Regions from separate parts of the Mus musculus genome. Here region 2 is linked to region 1. A link is a contact called in public Hi-C data. All regions are on one chromosome and are shown on one strand. Each heading gives the region's core, a stretch centred on a gene start, on an enhancer-like site or on the middle of the called end of the contact. The rest is flanking DNA. Distances are from core to core; before and after follow the strand shown. Region 1 overlaps Skor1 (SKI family transcriptional corepressor 1). Region 2 has its middle 33 kb from the start of Gm36033.

Evidence for each region. A called contact is a pair of places that touch in the nucleus more often than the background predicts.
Region 2: a Hi-C map of the N1E-115 cell line shows a contact between it and region 1, with 8 times the contacts expected there. The contact joins two enhancer-like sites. A contact is called at or near these places in 13 of 39 promoter capture datasets (the 3T3-L1 cell line, the C10 cell line, the HPC-7 cell line and 8 more), 1 of 15 datasets of contacts at CTCF or cohesin (pro-B cells), 2 of 484 Hi-C or Micro-C datasets (the N1E-115 cell line and embryonic fibroblasts), 10 of 115 datasets of contacts at active chromatin or transcription factors (the NIH/3T3 cell line, astrocytes, craniofacial prominence and 7 more) and 1 of 9 other capture datasets (embryonic stem cells).

What each region holds. Positions count from the first base shown.
Region 1 is chr9:63,133,992-63,140,604 of GRCm38.p6, forward strand. It overlaps Skor1 (SKI family transcriptional corepressor 1), which reads right to left. Exons shown (of 9, transcript NM_172446.3): 6 at 6,366-6,440; 7 at 6,063-6,137; 8 at 5,507-5,572; 9 at 4,173-4,974. The coding sequence ends at 4,880. Among named protein-coding and RNA genes, the nearest start is that of Gm25064, 4.0 kb to the left of the region's middle. Within about 2 kb of position 4,545, at least 8 of the 459 cell types and tissues checked have an H3K27ac peak or open chromatin away from gene starts, as enhancers often do. A contact at or near this core is called in the N1E-115 cell line, where this site is marked.
Region 2 is chr9:63,907,640-63,914,080 of GRCm38.p6, forward strand. No RefSeq gene overlaps it. Among named protein-coding and RNA genes, the nearest start is that of Gm36033, 33 kb to the right of the region's middle. Within about 2 kb of position 4,567, at least 6 of the 459 cell types and tissues checked have an H3K27ac peak or open chromatin away from gene starts, as enhancers often do. A contact at or near this core is called in the N1E-115 cell line, where this site is marked.

The DNA.
Region 1 (6,613 bases), core at 3,295-5,794:
CTTTCTGACATACCAATTTCTTCCTCAAAGAAAAATGGGGTATGTGCTTCCCTGGTTCCTGAGCCCGCGCGTGGGCTCTGCAGCCCCTGGGACGCCTGCGGTTCCCGGGCTCGCCCCAGTGACACCTGTGATCAGCCCTGAAGACCAGGGTGGACTAGGTGAACCCCACATGCCGCCGCTGGCTGTAGAGCAGCGTACCACTCTGTATATATTTCTGTTTTAGTCTGTGGAGGTGACATGACCCCTTCCTGATTACAGTGGCTGAATCAAGATCTGTGGGACTCCTTGCGCCTCGGCTTTCCGCCTTCCTTTAAAGCATAGACTGGCCTAGAATCGTATCAACAGTTCTGTTTCAATCAGATGTCCCATTTGGATAAACAGTTTTAAATTATCTCCCAGAGTGCTGTCAATCAAAGTCACTACGGATACTAGTGTGGTGCTTCATCCTCCGACAGGAAGGACTGGCAGGATCGCTTATGTTGGAATGGAGTGGTATAGGAACTCAGTAGAAACCCCCTGAATCTTAAGGACAGGACCTGGCATTCTGTTGGGGTATGCAATCCTTAGGGCTAGGAAAAAAAAAAAAATCTAAAGCCCTGATTGTCTTTTCTGGCTCTACTCTAACTTGCTCAAATACTTGGGCCAATCTCTTGCCCCTTTGGCCACCTGTAGCCATCCAACGTTGGCACCTTATGATGTCTTTCCAACGTGGGTTTTTATGGCTGCTTTCAAGTGTCTTCAGAAAGCTCAGAAGGCCAGGCTGGAGAGAGCACTGCTCTGTCCCCTTTCGTGGGCGCTAGAGGAGGGGAGGTCCACAGACTGGATAATGCCCTATGGGGGTGTGTCCTTTCCTATCACACACAGATGTGCTAGCTCTTCTTCACCCAGACTGTCTTCCAGGGTTTACCTGCATTAGCTCATCCCTGCATGAAGTCATGTTTTAAGCAGAAACAGAGTTCCAACTCTTGTTGTGGGTTCCCTACCACACAAGGAGAGGCAGAGAACTTGGTTACAGAGTTTATACTCTTAGCACATCACCGAACACCACCGGGGCCTCTGGATGGGGAGGACCAGGTGAGGCTGTTTAGAATGATGGAAAGCATGGAGGGGTCGTGAAGGGCAGTTTTGCTTCTACTGGCGATCCGGATTCTAGGTGAGAGTTGCATATCTGCAAAGGCTTACGGTTGTACGGTGTGGCAGGGTAGTTGGGAATGTGTGAACCATGGGCTTGCAAAATGTGGAGGTAGTGTTCTTGAGACACAGTTGGGACAGGAGGAAGGGTTTTCTTTCCTAAGTTGATGATAAATTACTCGACACCCTGCCCCAACACTAATTCTATTGATGAAGGATCTTCTTTGAGAGCAGCGAGCTCTCGAGCTTAATTAACCTTATGTAAATGAGCGTAATTGCATCTCAGTGGCTGTTGTCCGGAAGCACCTGGGGATCCCTTCCCTCAGACGTTTCCAGCACCTAGATGAACTATCCTTTCACGTGGATATTCCACGTGGGCACCGTGTACCGTTGGAGGAAAAATAAGATATGACCTTAGTTGTGGAGGTACTTGTGGTCCCCTGGGAGGCCGACTCATACAGCCAAAGATAACAAGAAAGTAAGTGTCCTCCTAGACTCAGGAACCTGAAGCCCTGTAGAACTCAGAAGTTAGCTGTGCCAGGGACGTGAGGAACCCATTGGCAGAGGAGACAGAGGTGAGAAGCAATTTACTGGTGTCTCAAGGGCATAAAACATCTCTCTACTTAGTCTCTTAGGAAAGGTTTGTCGCAGTGGTGGAGAGCGACAATCTGTCCCACGCAGCTCCCAAAAGGGATGGAGTTCCTCTAGAGAAAGGACGTGGACGGGCATGTTTACATAGCTCCCCAGCTCCGGACCTGTATTCCAGAGGCAGAGTCTTGTAGGGAACGCAGGGAAACAGAGTTGCCAAAGCAAACACCCGGAGAAATCCGGTGTCCACAATCCCCCTTAATCCCGCAAGCACACTTTTCTCTGCTAGAGCGAAGGTGTCTGAGCCGCTTGCGATGGCTGTAATGCCTAAAGTTCGTCGCAAGGTGGCAACATTGTGGCGAGAAATAGACATTAAAAATCCTGGGTTTTTTTTTAAAGCATATTTTCTCTATTAATGTTTCATTTAACTTAATTAGAATCTGGTAAGCTAATTAAAGTAGCTACGAGCCCCGCAATCAGCAATAATTCGTATAATTATTGATAATTACATCCATACCAATCGTTTGGTTATTAACATTTTGGGGGGGAACAAGCCATTTCTAAGTGATGCAGAGCCCAGGAGGGTTTCTGTGTTTTGTAGTTTGTTTTATTTTTTTGCGCGATGGAACTTTCTAGGTCGAATCCACCAACACCTCCAACCCTGAGAGGCTCCCTACCATCTGAGGCTCTCCTTCTGGCTAGCCCAAGGTCCCTGTATACTTTTTTCCACTTTGGGGGAGTTTGGAGGGAAAACGCGAGAATTCAATATTCTCCAGACTCCTTAGTTGGTGTGTAGCCACGGACCTTCGGGCTTAGGTGGCAACTGTCCTGCCCATTTTACAGAAAAGGGTTGTGCATTTAGATGCATTGAGACCACAGAATACTCGAATGCAATCTGCAAGTGTCCTCTCCTGCAGGGGTGCCCTGGGAACACAAGTCACTTCCTAAGTGGGTCTCACTTTCGCGGTGGGTGCAGCCCAGAAGTGAGCAGAGTAACCATGCCCTTTTTACCTCACCCCTACATAAATGATTCCAAGGCCTTGGGGATCCCAGAAAGAGAATAGCAAGAGGGAGCCCTACAGTTTGCCTGGTTGACCCCACCACCCTTACTTCCACACCAGTCTTGTTCTCTCAGTATCCGAGGCTTGAAGGGTCTCAGCCACAGCCCAGGGACTGAGTAGTCTTGGGTTTCACCCGTGCAAGGGGCTCAGCATCTGCTTCTCTTCGCCATCACCCAGACTGTGTCCCAGCTTGCCTGCATCACAAAAGGCCTCCAGTGAAACTCCCCGCCTGAAACTCCAGAGAACTGCAGGACCCGACTTCGACTTCGCTTCCAAGGTCCCCTAGAGAGTGCTTGGGGAGAGCCTGCGGTGCTAGGCTGAGAGCCTGTTCTTGGAGGCGATGGTCCAGGCAGCGGCCTGCAGATGGGCTTTCTTCTTGGAGTGTTTCCCTGAGCCTCAGGGCAGAGACAGTCGAACGACATTTAATGGAGATTGGGAAGTGAGGACCTGGAAAAAATAAAGGGCACATCGCAGGACCTTTGCTAGCCAGAGGAGGACATGAAAGCCAGTCTGGGCTGAAAAATTCGTAAGAGAAAGAGCTTTTTCAGTTCCGTCCTCCACACTACTCAGGAAAGAATGGGTTTCCTGCAGTTTCCTTGCAGAAACTGAGGCTGGTGGCCTCTAGGTGAGGATTTGCATTTCCGGGCCACAGCCCGGGGAGAGTCCTGGCCCTTGCATCTGCAGCCAGCAGACCTCACATTCCTCATGGGGTTTGGTTTCTCCAGCTCCAAAAATGCCCTGGGACTAGGAGGGGGAGATTATTATAATGAGGACAGAGCTTCCTCCTTCGGGGTAGAGACAGGCTTCTTGAGGATGCACCACAGGGCATCTGTCTGGGCGGGACGGCAAACTCTCAGCATCTTTTCTAGATCAGTTTCGCCAAGCTCCTTTCTAGCCCTTCACTCCTCACTTCTACCAGGCCAGTGTTCCTGGTCTATGATGCCCGCTTCAGCAAGCAGAGCAATTATGATCGAATTCTGGATTCCTAACAGCTTGGAGAGGCTTCTCTTGCTGAGTGCACCCCAAATCCCTGCAGGTGACTTCACACATAGGAAATGTAAGGGGTAAAAATTAACTTTCCGGCTGTACAAGCAAATCGCAGGAAGGAAGGGACCACTGTCCAGGGGACAAGGCAGTAATCCCCCTCCCCGGGTAAAGCCGGGGGGGGGGGGGAGATGCAGCCCTGATGCGGGGGAGGAGATTGAGTGAGTTTTAGGTGGATCTGTAGAGTGGTCCTGGAGCGCTATGAGGTCTCCTGAGAGAGCACCACCGCTCTAACCTTGACCACTGGTCCTCACTTGCATCCGGAAGCCCCATCTTTGAGTGGCAGCGTCTTCCACCTTCCCACCCTCTTCCTCCTCCACCTACTGGATGCACTCTCAACTCCGCAGCCCCAAGGAGTAACAGATTTTTTTTTCTTTTTATTAAAAACAAAAGTCACGGATACAGGTCTCCCCAAATAGGCTCAAGATGGTCGCCATCTCGTGAGTCAGTTGTCGCCCTTTTAAAGTGCTGTTACATTACACAACAACAACAACATCAACAACAACAAAATCACAAAGCAAATCCAAAGAGGAATGAATGTAAAACGAGGACTGGAAAGGGTCCCAGGGGAAGTAAAATAACTTACAGTATAAATAAAGTGAACCTAATACTGAACCAAGAGACTCACAGTCCAGTTTGTCTCCATTGCACATAGCCACGTTGTCGTTAGGAACAAGAGTTTCAGAAGTGGACAGGACGGGGAGTGCACGGCCATAGCCAGCGAAGATGCTACGTTATATTCACATTCGGGGTCCCAGGCCCTACTCGGGCCCGAGTGGGAGGGGTCGTAGAAGAGGTCTCCCCTCTTCCCTTTCTTTCCCCGGTGGGTCCAGTTTACCCCTTGAGGTCTGATGCCCTGGAGTTCAAAGGAGGGGCGAGGCAGTATTTACAATGGGAAACCCAACGGAGCCCGGCTGGGGACCGGCGGGCGGGCGGCTGTATTTACAACGGTCAGGTCCTAATGGCTTGTTCCTCGCTCTGGGCCGCCACTGCAGCGGGTATTTACAGAAAGGAGCAGCATGGCTTGAGGGCGCGTGGGCGCGGCCAAGCCGGCGCTAGGGCAGCAGCGGAGGCTTGAAGGAGCAGTTGCCGGTGCAGTGCCGGGGTGTCAGCATCTTGCAGGAGAAGTGGTGCAGGGCGTCGTGAGCTTCTGGAGAGAGAGTCACACCAACCTCGTTGGCCGCCTCGCCTGCCTCCCTGCCCCCCACCCAGCTCCACCAGTCTCCCCTCCCCCTCGCTGGACCCATCCAGCCCTTGGGCACAGGAATTCTCAATGGAGCAGAAGGGAGGTAGAGGGGCAAGAGTGAGGCTCTGGCCAGTCAGAACTATTTCTTAGGTCCATTAGCCCCATTTTACAGACGGGGAAACCGAGGCACAAAGAGGTCTAATTGTCCCAGTCTAGGGTTAGGCCAGAAAGCAAATTTTCGGATGCTCAGAGCTCAATGGGCTTTTTCGTCCTACATCAAAGTTATAAAATTTCACCCCAGTTCCCTTCTGATCCACGTGGACCCAGGCCGCCTTTCTTTCAAACATCTCCATAACTACACCCACCTACACACCCACCCACCATTCACCATCCATTCACCCACCCACCCAATAGTACAACCAGCCTTGACTCTCTCTCAGTCTGTCTGTCTGTCTGTCTGTCTGTCTGTCTCTTATCTTTGTTTCTGGGTTCACACCTTTTAATTTCTGCTGGATGGCATAGCGGGCCTTCCTCTCCTGGTCCAGTTCGTTACACAAGGTATCTGGAAGACATGGAAGTTCTGTGAGACCACCCTCTAGGCAGATGGCTGAGGTCACAGCCTGGGCACAACCTCTCCCCTACAGAAACCACCCCAGAAACTAAGGAGGGGACACCTACACTTCAAACTGCAGGCTGGGAAGCTGGGGGAGGAAATGGCCTGGGATGGCGCTTAAAGGCAGACGGATCTAACCAAAATTAAAGCAAACTTAGGCATTACTTCCCAGGTAATTTTACGCCTCGATTTTTAATTTAGAAACCGTGGAAATTGCAGCGCTAAGAAGTTCAATCACTCCACGTAATGATGCCTGCAAGCCGTTTGCTGGGCTCGCTTGCCATTCTGAGGCTAATCAGACTATACAAAGGATATTAAATAAAAAAAATAATTGTTAAATTACCTTCAATTTAAATCCAAATGACTGAGCCAACATTGCGGCTCCTGCCAGACAGAGGCAGTTACGGCCGTGCGCGCGCTCACCTGACTCGCGTCTTACCTCTGACAATTTGCAGCTGTTGCACCATTTCTTCCCGATAAGCCAATTCCCTCTTCATTTGATCCTGAAAATTATCTGTGCAAATTGATTAAGTGAGAGCTGTTAAGCACAGCCTCCTCTCCCGGCTCCACTTCCCGCTCCCTCCCATCCTCACCCCTGCTCCCACCCCCATCCAGTCCTTCACCTAGCTGGAAACGCTGGGCCCTGGAGTTCTTCTCTCCCCTGGGGCAAGCGGTGGCTGCTGCCCGCACCCAGTTCCTGGGGCAGGTTTGGGAAGCTGTTGAGGGGCGGGGAAGGAAGTACCTTTGAGACTCTGGAATTCCCGCTCCAGCTTCTTCCGAAGCTCCATTTGCTCCAGAAGCAATTTCTGCAATTCTTCTGTGAAGGGTTGGGAGAGAGGTAAAGTATGAGACTGATGCAATCCAGGGTACCCACTGGGGCCAAGGGTCTGTCCTGGCCAACAGTCCTGACACCTGAGTCGAGGCGTCCCAAGCTCTGGCTTTTCTTTCTCATTTGAGCTCCAAGCTTTGGATGGACGATGGGGGCTTGGG
Region 2 (6,441 bases), core at 3,317-5,816, 770 kb after region 1:
AACCGATTCTCAAAAAGTTGCCTTCTGATGTCCACACATTTGAACAGAGAGAAGGAGGAGGAGGAAGGGGAGGAAGGAGGAGGAAGAAGAGGAGGAAGAGACAATGCCCAGCACAGATCTCTGGCACTGAGGAACGTAACCAACCAACAGCTATGAACCCTTGCTGTGTCCTGTACCTACAATGGTAGTGTGTCCGCCAGCTTGCTCCAGTCAGTCGGTAACACCCGTGTAAGGTCTGGGGATCCTCCCAGACTCCTCCATACCTCCATATCCCATATCTGCCTCAGTCTCCCACAGATGTGTCCCCTGAGAAATCTCTATCCGACTCAGCATCTGCTTCTCAGAGTAAGAGAACCAGGACTCAACACAGCTCCTTACCCTGAAGGCTGTCCTGTCATGAGACCTGCCTGGGCTTCTAAGGTTGTGGGACACTCATGGCCACAACAGCATGGAGCTGACACATTGAACAGTAGGTACACACTACATCACATCCAGGGACTGGATGCAGGTCTTTTTTCCTTCAGCACCCAGAGCTCCCACCCCACCCAGCCCCAACTCCAGAAACCACGGGTCAGCCCCTCTTCCCCAGGTAGAGGTGGACTAGACCTGGGCTGAGGCAGCCAGAAGTCAAATAGAAACATAGAGTCATATCTTCATTAAATTCTGAATTGCAGCCAGGCGGTGGTGGCGCACGCCTTTAATCCCAGCACTTCGGAGGCAGAGGCAGGTGGATTTCTGAGTATACAGAGAGACCCTGTATCGAAGAAAAAAAATTCTGAATTGCATTGTTCATGAATTCATCCAGCACCATCTATGTGACAGGCACGGTGACAGCATGTATTCTATTTCTCTGATGCCAGCTTCAGAGACTGTTGGGGAAGCAGAGACTCCATTTGAACATTCATTCTCAGTGCTGTGTGATCCTGAACAAGTTACTAAGCGTCTCTGAGCCCATTTCTCATCTACGTAAAACACTACAGTAGCAGACACTAGCAGATGTCTCCCAGGGATCCTGCTTTGGCTACAGCAAGTCAGTCCTTGAAGCAGCTACTGGGTTCAGCCCTTCCTTCTGGGCAGCCAGAATCTTCCCACAGGCAGCTCAGTAGATGGAGTTTTGTAGGTACCAGCTATCTGCTTGCTGAAAGGGAGACTCCAGTACAGGTCTAGCCCAGGCTCCTGTAGAGGAGGGGTAGTCAACAGTTTGGTAAAGTTGCAGGAGTCAGCCTGTAGGGGGAAGTCTGGGGAGTAGTGGGGAGTTCTGTGTTCTGTTTTTTGGGGGTTTTTTTGGTTTGGTTGGTTTGGTTTTTGTTTTTTTCGGGGTTTTTTGTTTGTTTTGTTTTGTTTTTGTTTTTGAGACAGGGTTTCTCTGTGTAGCCCTGACTGTCCTGGAACTTACTCTGTAGACCAGGCTGGCCTCGAACTCAGAAATCCACCTGCTTCTGCCTCCCAAGTGCTGGGATTAAAGAAGTTCTGTGTTCTTGAAGGAACTAGGAATGGAGCCACTACGGAGCTGCTGCTTGGCATCCAAGGGACATATACAGGGCATTTTCAGCTCGAGGTAAAGTCTCAATTTTCCACATCAGGGAAAATGATGTGGACAAACCCTTCCCACGGGAAGTGCTGTGGGGACTGAAGGCAGGAGAGGGAAACTCTGGAAGACAGACTGAGCAGCGGCAGAGGTTGGAAGAAAGATGAGCAACTGAAGTGGCTAGGAGGGCAGAGAGAAGTAGGCAGATGTTAAAACATGCAGAGTCAGAAGTCAGGAATCCAGTAGAGAGGCACCAGGTCTAGTTATTGATCAGAGCAATGCTACACAAGTGTATAGCACTGTCCCCAAACTGGACATCCCAGACCAGACAGTGCTAGGATTGCTTTTGTTTTAAATAGCTCCCACCTTTCTGTCCATGTTTACAGAAATAACTGAGAATTGAGGAAACTCTTGTTTCTTGAGCCTGTCACATACCACATCCACCCCATCATAGTCACACACATGCACACACACACACACACACACACACACACACACACACACACACACTCAGGAGCAGCAAGGAGCAGCACCTTAGGTGCATGCCCAATGTTGACCACCAGAGGGCGCCGCCACCATCCAGCAATGAGCTGTTTAAGAACCCGCCCAAGCAAGGACAGCCAAGCAACTTAGAAAACCTGTCTTTCTGCCTCATTTCATGTGGGTGGGAAATGAGACTCAAAAGGAGAGGCGTGAGCAAAGCAAGCAAGGAAGGAAGGAGTGGCCACTTCAACAGTTGGATACAAGCAGTGCAGTTTGAAAGTAGACACTTTAAGCCCAGGAATGAGGCACCTGCCCCAATGCAGGCACACACTTGAGAGTTGAGACTATCCTTGCTTGCTGTTGCCGTGATACAACACTAATCAAAAGCAACTTGGGGGAAGAAAAGGGTTTATTTTGCTTACAGGTTATAGTTAATCATTAAAGGAAGCCAGAGCAGGAGCTCAAGACAGGCACATAGAGGCAAGAACTGAAGCAGAGATCATGGAAGAAAGCTGCTTACTAGCCTTATACAGCAGGGACCCACCTGCCTAGGGATGGTACCACCCATAGTGGGCCTGGCCCTCTTAGTCAGTTATCAAGCAAGAAAATGCCCTGTAGACATGCCCATAAGCCAATCTGATGGAGGCCATTCTTGAATTGAGGATTCTTCTTCTCAGGTGCGCCAAGATGATGACTGATGCTGACCATCACAGCCCCACCTAGACAAGGACCTTCTTACCACCTGTCAGGTCCCGGCATTCCCACTAGGGGGATACTCTTAGTCCCAGCCATGCCTCGGCTTTTAAACTCTCTCTCAACCTCTCACTCTCTCTCCATCCTTTAAACCAGCCCACCCACCTTCCTCTGTTTTGTGGCTCAAGTGAGTCCCTGTTCCAGTGTCCTCCAAAGCAGCCCCGCAAGCTTCTTGCTGCTTACACCCCCCATTGGCATCTGCCACCCTTAGAGCCAGCACCAGGGCCAGAACAGGGAGACCGAAGCCCAAACTCTGTCCGGCCACCAGCTCTTGTGGTGGTAGGGTGTCCCACTGCCCTCTGCACTGTCCCTTGAGACTAATAGCCTGGACATGCACACATCTTGAGTCCACAATGCTCTTCCTAATATCCCTTCAGGAATAGCCCTTCCTTCTGTCTTTGTAGGGTGCTTTCAGAGCCTAAAATGAAGACATGTAGCTGCTATGTGTTGCCTAGCAACAAACCAGTGTGTAGTCCAGCATGTACATGATGAACACATATACACAAGATAAGTAAGATGTTGAAGTGGAAACCTAAGGGTTCTTTGGAGAGTCAGTTGTGTTGGATGGTGTTTTACTGGGGCAAACACATGAAGGAGTGTTTTCCTGAAGTAGACACAGGTGAAAGGCTAAGGCAGACTCATGACTTACTCTTCTTTACCAAAGCAGACAAGATGCTCTCTGAAAGCAAGCACGTGAAAGGACACGTGATGAAGGAGTCTTCGCTAATGATGCTCGCGCATGGATTGGTCTGCTTTACGTTGCATTGTTGAGCTCCATTTGTCAGGACTCCATAGAGAGAAACACACCAAAAACTTCTGGTGGTGTGCTGCAGAAACTTCTTGCCGCTTCCTTGGACTTCTTCATCATTTTCCCTTTGGTCAAGCACATAGGCCATTGGAAGATCATATGGGTAGTTGGGGGAACCCTGGGCTGGAGTCCAGAGCCTCAGACCTGGTTACCATGCATGTCATCAAGTGCCTTTCCAGACCTCAGTGACTCATCAGACTGGGACAAGAATGGCCACCCAGTCACCGCATCCAAACCACACTTCACACTCGCAGTCACAAGGAATATATCCAGACCCCATTCCATACTTGCCCTTACAAGGAACATACAAGGGACATGCTACGATGGCCCCTATTTTATAGGGGAGGAAACTGTCGAGGGGAGGTTAAGTGAGAGAGGGAAGACATGACCGTCATTTCATTTCACGAACAGTAACATTATGGCACTCAGAGCGTGGAGGCCTTTCAAGGGATGGCTCAGAGGGAAAGAGTGCGTGCTACACACGCATGAGGCCCTGAGTTCAAATCCCCACTGGCTTGACCTCATGGGCACCTGTATTCCCAGTGCTGTAGTGGCAGAGACAGGAAGAGCTTGCTGGCTGCCAGGCTAGCTCCAGGCTAGGTGAGAGATGATGTCTCGAGGGAATAAGACAGAGAGTGACAGAGCAGGACAGCTAGACTCCGCACGTGCACATGGATGGGCACACGCGCACACACACACACACACACACGCACACGCACACGCACACGCACACGCACACGCACACTATGCAAGGCTAGGTGTGGCTCAGCACTTAGGAGGCTAAGGCATGGCAAGCTTAGGTCAGGTTGAGGTGCATAACAAGATTCTACCTTGAAGGAGAGAGAAGGAAGGAGCACAAACAAGATCCTAAATACTGTATCAGACGATTCACAGGAGACATGCAAATGGTCCTCCACCCTCTGAAAGGCTTCCTTTAACACAGCACAAATAAAAGAAATGCAAATTCAAATTGCTCCAAGAGACCTTCTCTCGAATATCAGATTGGCATAAATCCAAACGTTTGGCAACTCTCCTTCCTGGGAAGGCTGCAGAGAAGCAGGCACTCTTACAGAGAGCGATGGGAATGTGGAAGTGGTTCTGCTGGGCGTGGGGGAGGCAGACGCAGAGCTGTTCTTTTCTTTGCAATTATGGAGACTGAACCCATGGCCTCGGGCACACGACCCAAGCCCTCTACCACGGAGCATATCCACAGAGATACATCAGCCAAATGCTCCTGGGTCAACAGAAAGCCCCTAACTGGGCTGGCGAGATGGCTCAGCAGGTAAAAGCACTGACTGCTCTTCCAAAGATCCTGAGTTCAAATCCCACATGGTGGCTCACAACCACCCATAATGAGATCTGACTCCCTCTTCTGGTGTGTCTGAAGTCAGCTACAGTGTTCTTATGTACAATAATAAATAAATCTTTGGAGTTCTGAGCAAGCAGGGTTGACCAGAGAGAGCAGATGTCCTAAAAATTCAATTTCCAACAACCACATGAAGGCTCACAACCACCTGTACAGCTACAGTGTACTCACATAAAATAAATAAATAAATCTTAAAAAAAGAAAAGAAAAAGAAAGTTCCTAACTGTGGTCTTATTTGTAGCAGTAGCTAGAATCACATGAGGGACACCCATGCGCAGGAGGCTTGGCGGACAACACAAGAGAGGACTTTGTGGCTACAATGGAACTCAGGGCCGGGGGTGGCGGCGGGATGACAACCAAGAAAACAAGATATAGGAAAGTGTGACTACACCTTGGTCTAAGAAAAGGGTCAGGATGCGTTTTAACTTGTGTGTGTGTGTGTGTGTGTGTGTGTGTGTGTGTGTGTAAGGGCATGTGTGAGTGTAAGTCCTTCCCCTGGAGCTGGAGTTATAGAGAGTTCTGAGTCACCCAACAAGGGCACTGAGGATAGAATTGGGTTCTCTGGAAGAGCAACAAGTGTTCTTAACTGCTAAGCCATTTCTCCAATCCTAGCAATTACACTTTATAGATAATTAAATTAATATAAGTTGAAGTAAGGATAAAGTGTAAACTTTTCCATTAAAGTGATGAGGAGGATTGGGTAAAGGGGACGTAAAAAATGGGTCTCTTGGGCTGGAGAGATAGCTCATAGGTTAAGAGCACTGGCTGTTCTTCCAGGAGTCCTGAGTTCAATTCCCAGCAACCACATGGTGACTCACAACCATCTGTAATGGGATCTGATGCCCTCTTCTGGTGTGTCTGAAGTCAGCTACAGTGTACTCACATACATAAAATAAATAAATCTTTGCTGGGCAGTGGTGGGCACACACCTTTAACACCAGCACTTGGAGGCAGAGGCAGGTGGATTTCTGAGTTCGAGGCCAGCCTGGTCTACAGAGTGAGTTCCAGGTCAGCCAGGACTATTCAGAGAAACCCTGTCTTGAAAAAAAAAAAAAAAAAGCCCGTGAGATGGCTCCTGGGTAGAGGGGCTTGCCGCACTCAAACCCTGATAACTCAGGTTTGCTCACTGGATCACACAGTGGCAAAACAGTGACTCCACAAAGCGTCCTCTGACCTTCACACATGCATGCCATGGCACACTCGAGTCCTCCCCTCACCCACTAATGATAAATACATTTCAAAATAATGCTAACAATCTAAACTATTGGGGTGCTGGTGAGCCACGCAGGCGTGACTGCTGCAGCCATGATGGTTCTCAGAAGCTCTTTGAACACAATCTTTCTGCTGTCACAGATGTTAGAAAGCAGGGCTGGCTATGTTGCTCACTGGGACAGTGCTCACCTAACAAGTACAAGGTCCTAAGTTCTAATCCCCAGAACCTCAAATAAATGTTTTTCATCACAAAACATTTTTAAAAATCTTGTATTTGGTAAGTGTTCATTT